Linked DNA regions of Mus musculus: all the other regions are linked to region 3. Evidence: chromatin contacts called from public Micro-C data. All regions are on one chromosome and are shown on one strand. The core of a region is the stretch at or near the end of the contact, and the rest is flanking DNA. Distances in the headings are between cores, read along the strand shown.

Region 1 (4,392 bases), core at 545-3,044, 270 kb after region 3:
GTGCACACGTGTACAAGTTGTGCATGGGGTGTGTGCATTTGTAGGGGGGTCTGCATTTGTATATGTGCATGAACATGTATGCATATATGTGTATGTGTGAAGTCAGGCATTTTCCTCAATCACTCTCTACCTTATGTTAGTCAAGGTCTCTCACTGACGCTAAGCTTGTCACCAGCTTTTCCCATGGGTTCTAGGAATCCAAACTCAGGTCCTCGAGCTTGGGTGGCAGTGCTTTATCCACTGAGCCATCTCTCTAGCCCTAGAAGCTAATGGTACAATACCTGCGTGCAATCCCAGCACTCTGGAAGCTTAGGTGGGAGGATTTGAATTCAAAACCAGCTTGGGATACATAACAAATATCAAGTAAGCCAAAGCCATATTTCAGGACTTGTCTTTAAGAAAATAATAAAAGTTTTACTGAATTTATGAGTAAGAAGTATTCAAATACATGTTATTATGGGAAAAAATGAGAATTTCTCTTTAATGCATTTTGGGATGAGAGGGAAGAGTGGGGCAAAAGAAGGTGATTTTAAGGGGCCAAACCAAGTCTCAGCTCACAAGGAGACATACAGAAGGTCAAAAGGAAAGGAAGATATAATCACTTTACTTGGATTAATAAAGAAAAAAAGGGGAGGAGAAATCAATGCCTATTTAAAAACAAAAAAAGCTGGGCGTGATGGCGCACACCTTTAATCCCAGCACTCAGAAGGCAGAGGCAGGTGGATTTCTGAGTTCGAGGCCAGCCTGGTCTACAGAGTGAGTTCCAGGACAGCCAGGGTTACACAGAAAAACCCTGTCTCTCAAAAAAAAAAAAAAAAAAAAAATTCAGGAAGGAGCTAGGTGTGGCAGCTCATGCCTGAATGACCAGCACTTGGAGAGCTGAGTCAGGGGGATCACCCCTCAGTTCAAAGCCAGTTTGGTCTAGATAGAGTTCCAGGTCCAGACTGCAGGGTGAGACAAGCCAATAAAAATGAAATAATAAGTAAAATTTATGAAAAAGACTAAAACAAAGCAAGTGACACGTGAAAAATGAATCAGCTACTAATTCTTTTGTTTGCTTTTGAAATAAACAAGATCAATTAGATAAGACCTAACAAAGTAACAGAAGCCTACAAGAAATTATAATAATGAATGTATGCTACTTTATAAAATGCTTATACTTTAATAAAATGCTTAGAAAAAACGACATTCTTTAGCTCCTGGGGGGGGGAGCTTTTGTACTTAAAGAGAAGTGTGCGCATGTTCCTGTGGAGTGGAGAAGCGGGAAGGCATTTCTGAATTATCAAGAACAACATTCCATCTGAAGGTTTCATTCTGGCTCCAGTTTCTCCAAGGAATTCTGCTCAGGGCAAACAGCAGCAAGCCACTTCCTCTCTCTTCTATATTTAGCTCTAAGCTGCTAATACAATATCTTTGCCTTTCCTTCAGAAAGGATACACTTCTAGATCAAGACTGTAGTTACAACCCTGCACGTCCCACAAGCTTCAGCCCCATCCTCTAGAAGACAATCTAGACACAGCTATCGAATGTCATCGATTCAGCACTCACGACAAACACAATTTATGTTTATGCAGATCACTGTGCACCATCACCATTTCAGGCACCACTTCAGTTTTCCTAGGAAAACCAAGTTTCTGAACAGAACAAATAACTAGGAAGATGTGTTGGGCTTTTTCCCCTCGAACACTTTGAACTGCTCCCTCTGCTGGCGTAAGAAGAGAACTGTGCAGCATGACCAGAACTGAAAGAAGATGGAGCACAGGTCAATGTCTGACTCCCTGGTCATTAACTCCATTCAGGGAACATCCCCATGCGTCCTGTGGCTAGGCTTCCAAGCCTCCCTAATAGTTGGTGACAGAACTGAGCATGCCTTGTGATGTGACTCACTACCATGTGACCAATGTCCCAGTTAACCTTGCCTCAGTGGGCCCAGGCAGTGTCGACCTCTGCTTGGATATACACTGAGCACAGAAGAACCCTGCGACACCTACTCCCATGAAACACTAATACTGCAATGGGAGAAAGTGACGTGGATACAAAGGGGCTCCGGTATGATAAAATATAAGTCAGAGTGACTGACCCAGAATCACAAGAAAGTAAGGTGGAAACAAACAGTACTGTATAATGAGAATTGTCAATATAAATCTTGGCCCTGTTACTTCCTGCATGTGTGACCAAAAATACAAATTAATACAAGCCTCAAGCCCACCCCTGGATGGTGAGGATAAAAATATCTACCTCACTAGGGTGGGTTCGATCCCTGTGAAGGACCAGCATAACATTAAACTGGCCCTTAGCGGCCAGGCAGTGGTGGGCCACACCTTTGATCCCAGCACTCTGGAGGCAGAGGTAGGTGGATCTCTGAGTTCAAATCCAGTCAGAGTGAGTTCCAGGACAACCAAGGCTACACAGATAAACCCAGTCTCCAGAAATCAAAAACCAAACCAGAATAAAACAAAACTGGATGAAGTAAATTGAACCCTAGAGTTTTCTACATATGTCTAACGGCTTGTAGAAACGTTCCTTTCATTATGAATCTTTACTCTCTCTCTCCACCAGCACACACCAAGCAATGTGCCCCAAACTGAAAAGATTGCCTACTAAGTAAGATCCACAGGTCTCCTCCCAAGGTTATATAATATATAAGCAGCACTTGCTTGAGACAGAAGACTGATGACTGCCTGCAGGGAGCTCTAGCAACTGAAGCTTCCAAGAGTCACCGCCCATGCTGAGATGTGGCTTTCCATGACACATTTCCCTTCAGTTGTCTGTGTTCCCGAAGTAACCCAAATAAACCCCCATTCCCACTTACCGCTCTGCTATGCCCTCTACCGCATGGTACACTAATTATGCCTTGGAAACCATGAGCTGAATGGGATTTCTCACCTTTAAGTTGTTTCCATCAGGTATCTTGTCATGGCTACATAAAAGTTACCTAGTAGCCACAGGAAAAGTTGTTCTTAAACATACACAGGACTGAAGGGTCAAGGAAATGGCATTGTTCTTCCCTTCAGGAAGAAGGACTGGAGTGATAATTAGCGTCATCTTTTCAATACTCTCCTTAGATTGTTACATTGAAAATTTATTTTAGTGAGTAAGAAAAATGAATTGTGGAATAAAATGTAAATTACTAACAAAAATAAAAATGGATTAGAGAGGTAGGTCTAACTGGCTACTCACTATACTGGAGTTCATAATTAAACTTGGGAAGATTATAATTTCAAATATCTAGGGAGGATTGAAAGTAGAAAACAAATTAAGAAGAACATAGGTACACTAGCGAGATCTAATCCTCCCACAGCAATATAACCAACTCCCAACACACGAGTCCAGCTCTATCAACCCACACAAATATCCCGAGTACCACTGAAATTAAACCAGCTAATTACAGAATTAATTAGAGCTGATTCACTTCCTTTACATGAAATGTGTGACTTTTTGTACTGGAAACATTACCACATAAAAATCAGAAACATAACATAACAGAGGAAACATCTTAAGTCAACCCAAGACAGTGACATCTGTTCGCTGGTGATAATGCTGAGCTAACATTGCTCTCAAAGTAGAAGACAGTCAAACCTATAACCATGCTTTAGCCTAATGACTTACCGTCTATTCTAAGCATCTTGGCCATGTGGGTGTGTGCTAAGTTGACTGGTATTAATGCAGTGAAGCACTGATGCACTGATATACTTGATCAATAGGACTTTTTTAAAAATTAAATACTTTTCTTCAGTATTGAGCACTAGGTTGCACTTTAGTAAACAATCAGGCTTTAATGGACTGAGCTGAAAGCAGTGGTTTATCAGGCCAACCACAGGTGACTTTTTCCATGGAGACTTACATAGCTCTAACTTAAGCTTCTTTTCCATCCTTAAAAGTGGTATATTTTATCTCAGGAAACTTGTGTCACTATAAAATATTCCAGATAAATTTAACTAAAGTTTGTACTGTTTAATAGATGTCCTCAGTAAAGCTCCCCCCTCCCCTGTTTTTGAGATAGGGCCTCACTATGTAATTTAGTCTATGTTCAAACTTACAATCCTGCCACCACGCCTAGATGCATAGTTTTCACCTTTTAAAAAAAAAATATTTTTTTACAGATCAGGTTTGCTGAAGCCAAGAGATCCCTTCAATACAAATGAAACCATGCACACTATGGGCAATCTACAATCAAGACCAAGTCATTTGACACTACACCTCACTCATCTATACACTGAGGACGATTCTAAGGTTGTTGCAAGAGTAAACTTGTATGTAAGTACAGCTACTTATCTAGCCTCTGGATCTTAAGCTTTCAAGTGTATTATAATCCCTGGAGAGGACACATTCCAGAGCTGCTGAGTCACAGGGCAAGAGAGGCATTCCTAGCACACCCCCCATGGTGCTGAA
Region 2 (4,497 bases), core at 830-3,329, 400 kb after region 3:
GCAATGGCTGCCAAGACTGCTAGCCTGAGTTCCATCCCCGAAACCTCCATGGTGGAAGGAGAGAATCTACCCCCTCCCCAAGTACTACACACACACACACACACACACACACACACACAATAAAAAAGGCAGAATAAAAAAGTCATATCAAAGTAACTAAAAGCTGGTATGCAGACTTCCTAGACCTTCTGAAGTAGGCTACATACAAACTGAGTGTAGTTTTACATCAACCTGACACAAGTTAGATTTATTAGACACGAGGAAACCTCAGTTGAGATAAAGCCTCCATAAGACCTCACTGTAGGGCATTTTCTTAACTAGTAGTTGGTAGGAGAAGGCCCAAGCCTGGGTTCTATAAGAAAGCAAACTGAGTAAGTCAGTAAGCAGCACCCCACCATGGCCTCTGCTTCAGACCCTGCCTCCAGGCTCCTGCCCTGTTTGAATTCCTTTCCTCACTGCTTTTGATGATGACCAGACTGTGAGGGAAATAAATTCTTTACTCTTCGGGTTGTCTTTGGTCATGGTGTTTCATCACGGCAGTAGTCACCCTAAATAAGAACCTTTGCAGATGACAATTTCAGGTAAGCGGTTCCTTATTCTAACTAAGTGTGGCAAAATGAAAAAGAGTAAGGTGTATAATGTTGAATACAGGCAGGACAAAGGCCTTCATTTAAGCATATACTATAATGTTATGGTGTTAAAATACATATATATTAAAAAATCTCTGCCACTGGTGAGCTGAGGGGGGTGGTTAGACTTATGTAAACAGGTCATTAGGAGGTTGTTGCCCTCTTCTAGTAAAGTCAACAAAAGAGTATGAACACTAGTTTGGAGAGACAATACTCTGTCAAGAGGTGGCATTTATGACAAAAAGGAATTTGAGAGGAACCGGGCACTGGTGGCACATTCCTTTAATCTCAGCACTTGGGAGGCTGAGGCAGGCAGATTTCTGAGTTCAAGGCCAGCCTGGTCTACAGAGTGAGTTCCAGGACAGCCAGAGCTATACAGAGAAACCCTGTCTCAAAAAACCAAAACCAAAACCAACCAACCAACCAGACAAAAAAAAAAAAAAGAATTTGAGATGGGACTTTATGCACTCACTGTACCTCTGAACTCCACTGTGGCCCTACACCTGCTTTTTTTTTTTTTTTTTTTTTTTTTTTTTAAATTAAACAGTCTAGGCAGGACAGGGAGCAGGCAAGGCAAGCAGTTCCTTCTTGCTCCCAAGATTTTTACTTTAGAAGGATTTACATGCCTTCTTAATGTGATAGCAGGTAGAAAGATTTGTAATCCAGCTTTCTAGTTAGTTTTTAAACTTCGGGTAAGAGAGTTGTTTTGTTTTGTTTTGTTTTTTCTTTTCGGGGAGGCCCTTTTCTTTTTATTTCAGTCAGGGCCTTACTATGTGTCCTTGAACTCACTATGTAGAGCAGGCTGGCATGGAACTCTCAGAGATTAAAGGTATGTGCCACCATGCCTGGCTGGCTTTCACCATCCTCATTTGTATAACTTCTTTCTGTTTCAAATCCCCTATTCACACAATTTTTTAAAAAAGTATTTAGGCCTGGAGTAGTGGTACATCTCCTTAATCCCAGCACTCTGGAGGCAGAGGGAAGTGGATCTCTGTGAGTTTGAGGCCAGCCTGATCTATACAGTGAGCTTCGGGATAGCCATGGCTACACAGAGAGAGACCTTGTTTTAAACAAACAGCAAACAAACAAAAGCATTTAGTGCAGAATCACACACAATCAGAATTATTTAATGTTATTACTACTAAACCGCTCCTGTCATTACTTAGTACCATTACTTTTTTAGTTCCCACAACCCACCTGGACATGGTTCTAATTTCTCCCCGCACTTTACAGAAAACAGCAGCCCAGGAAGAAGGATGGTGGGTGACCTGCCTAAACTCAGGTCTCTGTGGCGCCGCCTCCGCTGACCGTCCACCCCAGAGCCCTATCCGCACCGGGTTTTCCAGGGAGGCCGGGGTCAGGGCCTGGTTCCGCGGCTCAGACTCCCGCTCCGGGCTTTGCGCGCCGCCACGGCCTGTGAGGCCGGCGGGGCGGGGCGGGGCGGGGCGGCGTGAGGAGGGAAGTTGTCGAAGTTCGGGGAGACGCCCGGCCGCCGGCCTCGCCTACGGCCTGTCCCTCCGCCTCCTTCCCGCCCCGGGCCCCCGTCCGTCCGTCCTTCCTTCCCCTCCCGTGCATGATGGAAACACCATGGCTGCGGCAGCCCAGCTCTCCCTGACACAGGTAACGCCGCCCGCCGGTCGGCCCGGCTCGACCCGCCGGGGTTCCCCGGCCCTCCCTCCCCCCCTCCACCGCTCTGGGGCGCTGGCGCGGCGGCTGCCCTCGGGCCGCACGGTGGGAGCGCGTGTGAGGAGTGCGGGCGCCATCCCGAGTCGGAGCGGGAGCGGCGAGCCGGGGCCGCCGCACCCCCGCCCCGGGTCGCCGGGCTCTCGGCTCCGCCCCGCGCGGCTCCCACCCGGCCGCCGCCCCCGCCGCGGGTCTCCGCGCCGCTCTCCTCCAGGTCCCGTCGGCGCTCACCTTCTCGGCAAGTTTCTCCTCCGGGCCTGACGGCCGCCAGGTGAGCTCCGGTGGGGCTCACGCTAGACAGCGGCCGCGGGCGATGCGAGGCTCGACTTCGGCGGGGCAGGGTTCCCTCAGCTTCGCTCTGCTCCGGTCCGCGGGAGCGACGACTGCCGAGTTCCCCTCAGTTCCCTCAAGTCAGCCTGGCTTCCAGAAGTCGCATCCTGTCCGGGCACTTGACCCACTCACTTCTGCTCAGATCCCCTTGCAGACTTTCCCACCCGCGAGGGCGCCGTCTCTGATCGTCGTCCGAGGGGTCATGGTGCCAGCCTTCTGCAGGTGGGGCGCCTCTTTCCTCCCTGGTGCCCGGAACCACCGGGGAGATAACTTTGTCCTGGGACGATCTCGACCAAAAGCTGTTCTCGGAGTCTGTTCTCGGAGTCTCGCCTCTTTATCATCATCATCATTATTAAAATGTTCTCTTCCTTCAGAGCCCCATCCTCGAGGGATACATCTAAACATCACTCACTTAGGAGAACCTGAGTTCTCCGTTTCTGTAAAACCAAGCGTAGTCATCTCAAGACACCCAGGAGGGATGAGGTACCAAACACCTGCCAGTCCCTTTCATCTTCACTGCCCAGAAGTTTGCCTTCTCCATAGCTGGGGGCTGTGTACTCCCTGGTATAAGCCCACCTCAGCCTATCAGCCTGCCCTGTGATAGCTCCCTGCCATCTTGTCTCCTTGGCCTAGATTTGCCTGTACTTATAAGGTAGGGCATGTGTTTGGGTAATAGATTATTTCTATGTTATGATAAAGAGGTTTTGAGGTGTTTCTTTCCAAGAACTTGGAGATAAAAAAGTATTTTCCCCAGGAGCCAGGGTGGAAATTTTATTTACTTATTTATTTTGAGACAGGGTCTCAAATAGATCAAGCTGGCTTTGAACTCACTATGTAATCAAGAATATCAAGAATGACCTTGATTTTGGATCCTTCTTCCTCCATCTCCCAAGTGGACTGTACCACTATATTAGTTTATTCATCGCCAGGGATCAGACTCAGGACTTCATGCTGGCTAGACAGGCCCTGTACCGACTGAGCCATATCCCCAGCAAAAGTGATTCTATATATACTGTATGTGTGTGTGTGTGTGTATTATAGTGCGCACACACACACACACACACACACACACACACAGAGGCATCCCACAGGTAAGACAGCCTTTAGGAATAACCTCATAAACTTTACATTTCCAAATTTATTTCCTGTGGGTCATTGTGTTTTGACTTGCATCTAACAGGGAAGAACTTTTAAGATGGCCCAGTCTTGTCATGAATCTGTTTAGAAGGGTCCTTCTGAAACTCACATTTGAGGAATGGAAACATTGACTTTTGGGTGTTGGCTTTCTGAGTCTAGATAGTGACCTGCCTTAAACATGATCTCTGTTGGCAGGCACTTGTATTCTGACTCTGTTGGCTAATTCTGGTAGTTTCCCCCGACCCCCCTATTAAAGATTTTGTTCCCTTGAAGACTTCTGTAGAATTGCTTCTTGGTTGTGTGCCTACTTTATTTTCTTCTTGGATTGTACTGTGTTTTTAGTTTCTGTTTAGGATCACTTATCTCTGGAAATTTGCTTCAGGCTCTCAGTTTTGTAGTCATTTTCATAATTTGCATATGTTCTTGTGGTTGTATAGTTAGGTGTTAAAATGTATCCAGAGTAAATGCTGAATCACTAAGGGGAAATTATTCTTTAGTATTTCATGTTTGAACTTAAATTGATAATTCAAATAAGTCAATTTAAAATATTTAGATATTAAAATACTAAGATATAGTGAGATATTATAAAGGCACAGGGGAAAAAGTTTTTAAAATATTTACTAATGTATCTTTTTCCTTCAAACTTAGCAGATTTATAGTTCTTAGATATAATTACTTATTTGTGTATGAGTGTTTGCCTGCATGTATATATGTATAC
Region 3 (4,308 bases), core at 765-3,264:
CTGTCCAGTGTCATTTTCTCATTTGCTCCTCACAACAGTGAGACAGTTTTTGTTATTGATTTTCCTAAAGATAAGAAACGGGTGCATGTGTCAGAAAAATGAGGTAACAGACCTATGATCATTCAGCCAGCAAGTGGTAGAGCAAGGACTAAAAACAAAAACAAAAAATGTAGTCTGGTGGGTCTAAGGCTGTGCTCCTTCTTCTATGTTACATGGCCTTTCAGGGGAGAGAGGAGGAGGAAGCCATCAGACCTGAGGCTACCGAAAGCATCTCCATCTGTTCTTGTATTGTTTCCCAGCTTTGAAAGGGTTGTTTTACATGTTATCTCATTGTTCCTGTGAAGAATGGGCAACTCGTTATTCATGTTACCCAGTTTGAAATGAGGAAAGGAAACTAGGCCTTATGGGAGTAAGTTCTGCATAGGGTGTTTGGTCTTAAGACCAGAAGTTCTAGGTGAGTAGGAGGGTCAGGTGTGGCTGTAGGTGTTAATGACACAGTCAACATGTAAAGCAGAGGCAAAGGGATGAGGGTCAGGAGACCCCCATATGCAACTGAAGTCACCAGAAGGATGGCGGAGCAGCAGCTAGTGAAGGGGCTGGTACCCCAGGAACTCCTCAGAGCACGAGGAACAGTGTGGAGGAGCCATAGGCTGTGATATGGCTCGCGGGCAAAGGAGAGCAAATCTTTGTATGAGGGTGGGCGTGACAATGCTGCCCACCTCCTGGTGTTATGATACATGGAGGTTAAGAAAATGAAGAGCCTTTCTGCAGAGGGCTACCATGGAAGCAGTGTCCCGGGGGAGGATAAGGTTTCGGTAAAGATAAAGAGGTAACCTGAGCATTCTAAAGATGCAGAGGGTGGAACCAGGGTTCTAGAGGGAGCACAGGGGAAGCTGAAAGTCAAATGGGCAGCGCGGACCTGACTAAAGGGGCTGATAAGCAGCTCTAGCGAACATTGTAAGGATTAGGACTCTGATGCTGAGGCAGAGAGGCTGGAAAGAAACATCTTAGACAAGTCATAACGGAACTGAGAAAAATCTGGACTTCTTATCTGACTCGTACTTCTATGACCTGGGGTGGGGATGACTATAGAAAAGAACAAAGAGGAGCTGGAGCGATGGCTCAGTGGGTAAGAGCACTGGCTGGTCTTCCAGAGGACCTGGGTTCAAATCCTAGCACTCACATGACAGCTCACAATTGTCTGTAACTCCAGTTCCAGGGATCCTACACCCTCACACAGACATCCGCGCAGGCAAAATACCAATGCACATGAAATAAAAAATCATTAAAAGGAAGAAAGAAAAGAATAATAACTCCAGACCCAAATGTCAGGCCAGTGACCTCAGGACAATGGAAGGTGAAATCCATATAAGAATTTGAAGGTGACCTACCACTCCTGGAAGATCTGGGGTCTGCTAAGGCTCAGACAAGAACATTTACCACTCCAGTTGGCAAACTCCATGCTACTGCTGGTCATGGAGAAGCAGTGAGTGTTATCTTAACAAGGTCGAAATCATTTCAAAAGGTTCCTCAGGTCACTGGTATAGAGGCTGGAAAGAAGGCAGGAATTAGAATTCTTGCATTAGTCCCATGAGTCCTGAACCAGGATACTTTATGCAGAGAAAAGGAAACCTAGAAGAAGATTGGATTTGTTCAGATGGGATTACCAGTCTCAGACGACAAGGACCATGAAGAGGTGATGAGTGGGGCAGACGGTGATAGCCAGCTTCCTAGCTCATTTTTCACTTGTGGACAGGTTGTGCTCCCTCCTTGAGAGTTTATGAGAATGGAGTAAAGCATTTGGAAAGAGCAAAACTTGACGCCATCATCATCTACATTATCACCAAAGACCTCTGAGCACCCTGTAGGTGCAAACTATAGAATGTGGGCAGATTATAAAAGTCACCCAGATATATAGGGTGTAAGGCTCCCAAGAAATTGTAGGTTCCTTACACCAGCCCAGAACGCAGGGGCGGGGCGGATCTTACATGGGTTCCGCCCAGGGGCGGGGCTTGGACCCAGCGGGAACCCAACCCATCTTCAGCCAGAGCCTCAGCCCTCCGTAGCCGAGGTGGGAACCAGACCCGCCTCGCCTGCCTCTCACCCACTATCGCCAAGTGCAACAGTCCGGCTGCACTGTCCGTGAGCCAGCTCTTATCCGAGGTAAGGGGCGCGGCCTCGACCGGGCTCCGCACTGCCTGGGAGCCGGGGACCGAGTGCAAGGCAGCCTAGGGGACTCAGAGAGGGGCTGCGAGAGGCCGCCAGGGACCCGCACCGCAGCAAAGCAGGAGTGCTGGCTCGCACTCCGCACAGGTCCGCCGGGAAGCAGCGACCATTGGGGCTGGGGGCAGATGAGCAGCTACTACAGGCAGTAAGGGGTGGCTGGGTACATCTTAGGGCAGCAGAGGGATGCTGAAAGGATGGAGGGGAGGCAGGCGAAAGGGGGCGTGAAGGCGGAGAGCTGGGTGGGCTCGAGGGGCTTTGAGACGAGCAGAAGAGCAAGGGCTGAAAGGAAGGGGCGCAGAGCAGGAACGGGTGTCTGGTGGGATTGAGAACTTCCGGGACGTGAGTGTGGTTAGCTGGGAGTGAAAGGGTGTAGAACCGAGCCCCGCTGGTACCCGCGAAGGGGTCTCAAGGGATGGAGACATAGGGTTGGGGCTTGGAGGGGATGAGCTTGGAAGAAGGGAAATGTGGGGAGCCAGCTGAGTCTACTCCGCCCCGCAGAAAGGGGCGGGAACTAGGTAGGGGAGTGGGTCTTGACCCTGCTTGTGGGCGAGGGACACCTAAGTTCTGGTCAGGATGGAGGAAATGGCGCTGGAATGGAGCAGGGTCTTGTAGCTGGAAGCAGAGAAACCTTGAGGGAACTTGGAGAGTGAAATTGCAGGGATGATGGGTGTGAGGTGAGGGTTGAGTACAACCTTGGCACTAGCCGAGTCTTGGCTCCTGACAGCATGAGGACAGCAAACACTGGACAAGACTACAATGCCAACTGGAGCCATGGGCAAGAAGAGAATAGTGAACAGAAAAATTCATCCACATGCAATTCTATCTTGGTGTCAAATGTGGAAGAGACTTTGAGAGGGCAGGATGACAACCTCTAGAAGCCAAAAGAGGTGTGGAGTGAAAGTGGATTTCTCCATCCCACCTTCCCAGAATCCACAGGAAAGCTGTAGACTGTAAACGAAATAAGTGAGTGTGTGTGTGTGTGTGCGTGCGCGCGCACGCGTGTGTGTGTGTGTGTGTGTGTGTGTGTGTGTGTTTGTGTGTGTGTGTGCGCCCTCATGCAAGCAGATAGAGCACATCCCTTCTGCATCCCCAAACAGAAGAAGAGGAGTGTGCTTGCTTCGCAGATATGAGGACCTAGATTCACATCCTCAGTGTGGAAGAGGCTGCCATCATCTCTGTGCCTGTAACTCTAGCTGTAGGGACAGAGACATGGTGAACCCCTGGAGCTTGAAATGTGACGGTCTCAAACAAACAAACAAACGAACAAATAGGCTGGGCTGGAGAGATGGCTGGAGAGATGGCTCATCATTCAGGAGCACTTGTTGCTCTTGTAGACAAGGGTTCAGTTCTCAGGAGCAGCATGTGGTTCACAACCACCCTACCTGCAGTTCTGGGGGGAATCTGACTCCCTCTTCTGACCCTTACAGGCACCAGGCACTAGTGTGGTGTGTGTACATACAGAAACGTAGGCAAGACATTCATACACATTAAAAACAACTAAGTCTAAAGGAATAAAAAAATAAGAAAGGGAGCAAAAGAGGAAGCTGCCCAGTGCCCTCCATTAGCCTCGGCATTGATCCCTGCTCCATCTCTGTGAGTTCACAGAGCACCTGGCGTGGTGTAAGTGTGCAGTGCCTATGGATTGAGTGGGAAACAGCATGGTGGTTGTAAGAATCAGGGAGAATTATGTGGGCTGACAAGAGTTCTGTAAACTCTAGAGCACTGCTCCAGAGAAGCCACGGTGGCTGTGCAGGGGTGGCTGTGTCATGGCATCCTTGACTCCCAGCTTCCAATCAGAAGGAAGGAAGCCAACATGTATCCAGTCTTGGTTGTGTCTCAGAAGCACACATGTGCACAGGGTAAAAGTGCCTCTGTCCATACACCACACACACACCACCTACACCACACACACATGCATACACATACACACACCACATACACATGCACACACACACACACACCACATGCATACACACCACACACATGCATACACACATCCATACACACCACACACACATGCATATACCACATATACACACCACATACACCACACACACATGCATACACACACACACATACACA

Evidence for each region. Hi-C and Micro-C count contacts between places; a contact is called where the count stands out from the background.
Region 1: a Micro-C map of granulosa cells shows a contact between it and region 3, with 3 times the contacts expected there. The contact joins the enhancer-like site here to the promoter of Rab3b in region 3. A contact is called at or near these places in 14 of 39 promoter capture datasets (the 3T3-L1 cell line, 3T3-L1-derived adipocytes, the C10 cell line and 10 more), 3 of 15 datasets of contacts at CTCF or cohesin (the NIH/3T3 cell line, embryonic stem cells and pro-B cells), 28 of 484 Hi-C or Micro-C datasets (the 4T1 cell line, the C3H10T1/2 cell line, CD4 T cells and 19 more), 5 of 115 datasets of contacts at active chromatin or transcription factors (bone marrow-derived dendritic cells, embryonic stem cells and forebrain) and 3 of 9 other capture datasets (adipose tissue, embryonic stem cells and liver).
Region 2: a Micro-C map of embryonic stem cells shows a contact between it and region 3, with 6 times the contacts expected there. The contact joins the promoter of Eps15 here to the promoter of Rab3b in region 3. A contact is called at or near these places in 2 of 39 promoter capture datasets (second pharyngeal arch cranial neural crest and stem cell-derived epiblast-like cells), 2 of 484 Hi-C or Micro-C datasets (both in embryonic stem cells) and 1 of 115 datasets of contacts at active chromatin or transcription factors (embryonic stem cells).

The regions. Positions count from the first base shown.
Region 1 is chr4:109,146,052-109,150,443 of GRCm38.p6, forward strand. The region is part of intron 3 of Osbpl9 (oxysterol binding protein-like 9); the gene reads right to left. It overlaps Gm52703 (a long non-coding RNA gene), which reads left to right. Exons shown (of 3, transcript XR_003955256.1): 2 at 4,104-4,257. Among named protein-coding and RNA genes, the nearest start is that of Gm52703, 15 kb to the left of the region's middle. Within about 2 kb of position 1,795, at least 85 of the 459 cell types and tissues checked have an H3K27ac peak or open chromatin away from gene starts, as enhancers often do. A contact at or near this core is called in the 4T1 cell line, the C3H10T1/2 cell line, the MC38 cell line and 6 more, where this site is marked.
Region 2 is chr4:109,278,196-109,282,692 of GRCm38.p6, forward strand. Eps15 (epidermal growth factor receptor pathway substrate 15) reads left to right here and starts at 2,080. Exons shown (of 25, transcript NM_007943.3): 1 at 2,080-2,249. The coding sequence starts at 2,217. It overlaps Gm40225 (a long non-coding RNA gene), which reads right to left and starts at 2,128. Exons shown (of 3, transcript XR_868003.2): 1 at 1,827-2,128.
Region 3 is chr4:108,877,056-108,881,363 of GRCm38.p6, forward strand. It overlaps Rab3b (RAB3B, member RAS oncogene family), which reads left to right and starts at 2,015. Exons shown (of 5, transcript NM_023537.5): 1 at 2,015-2,163.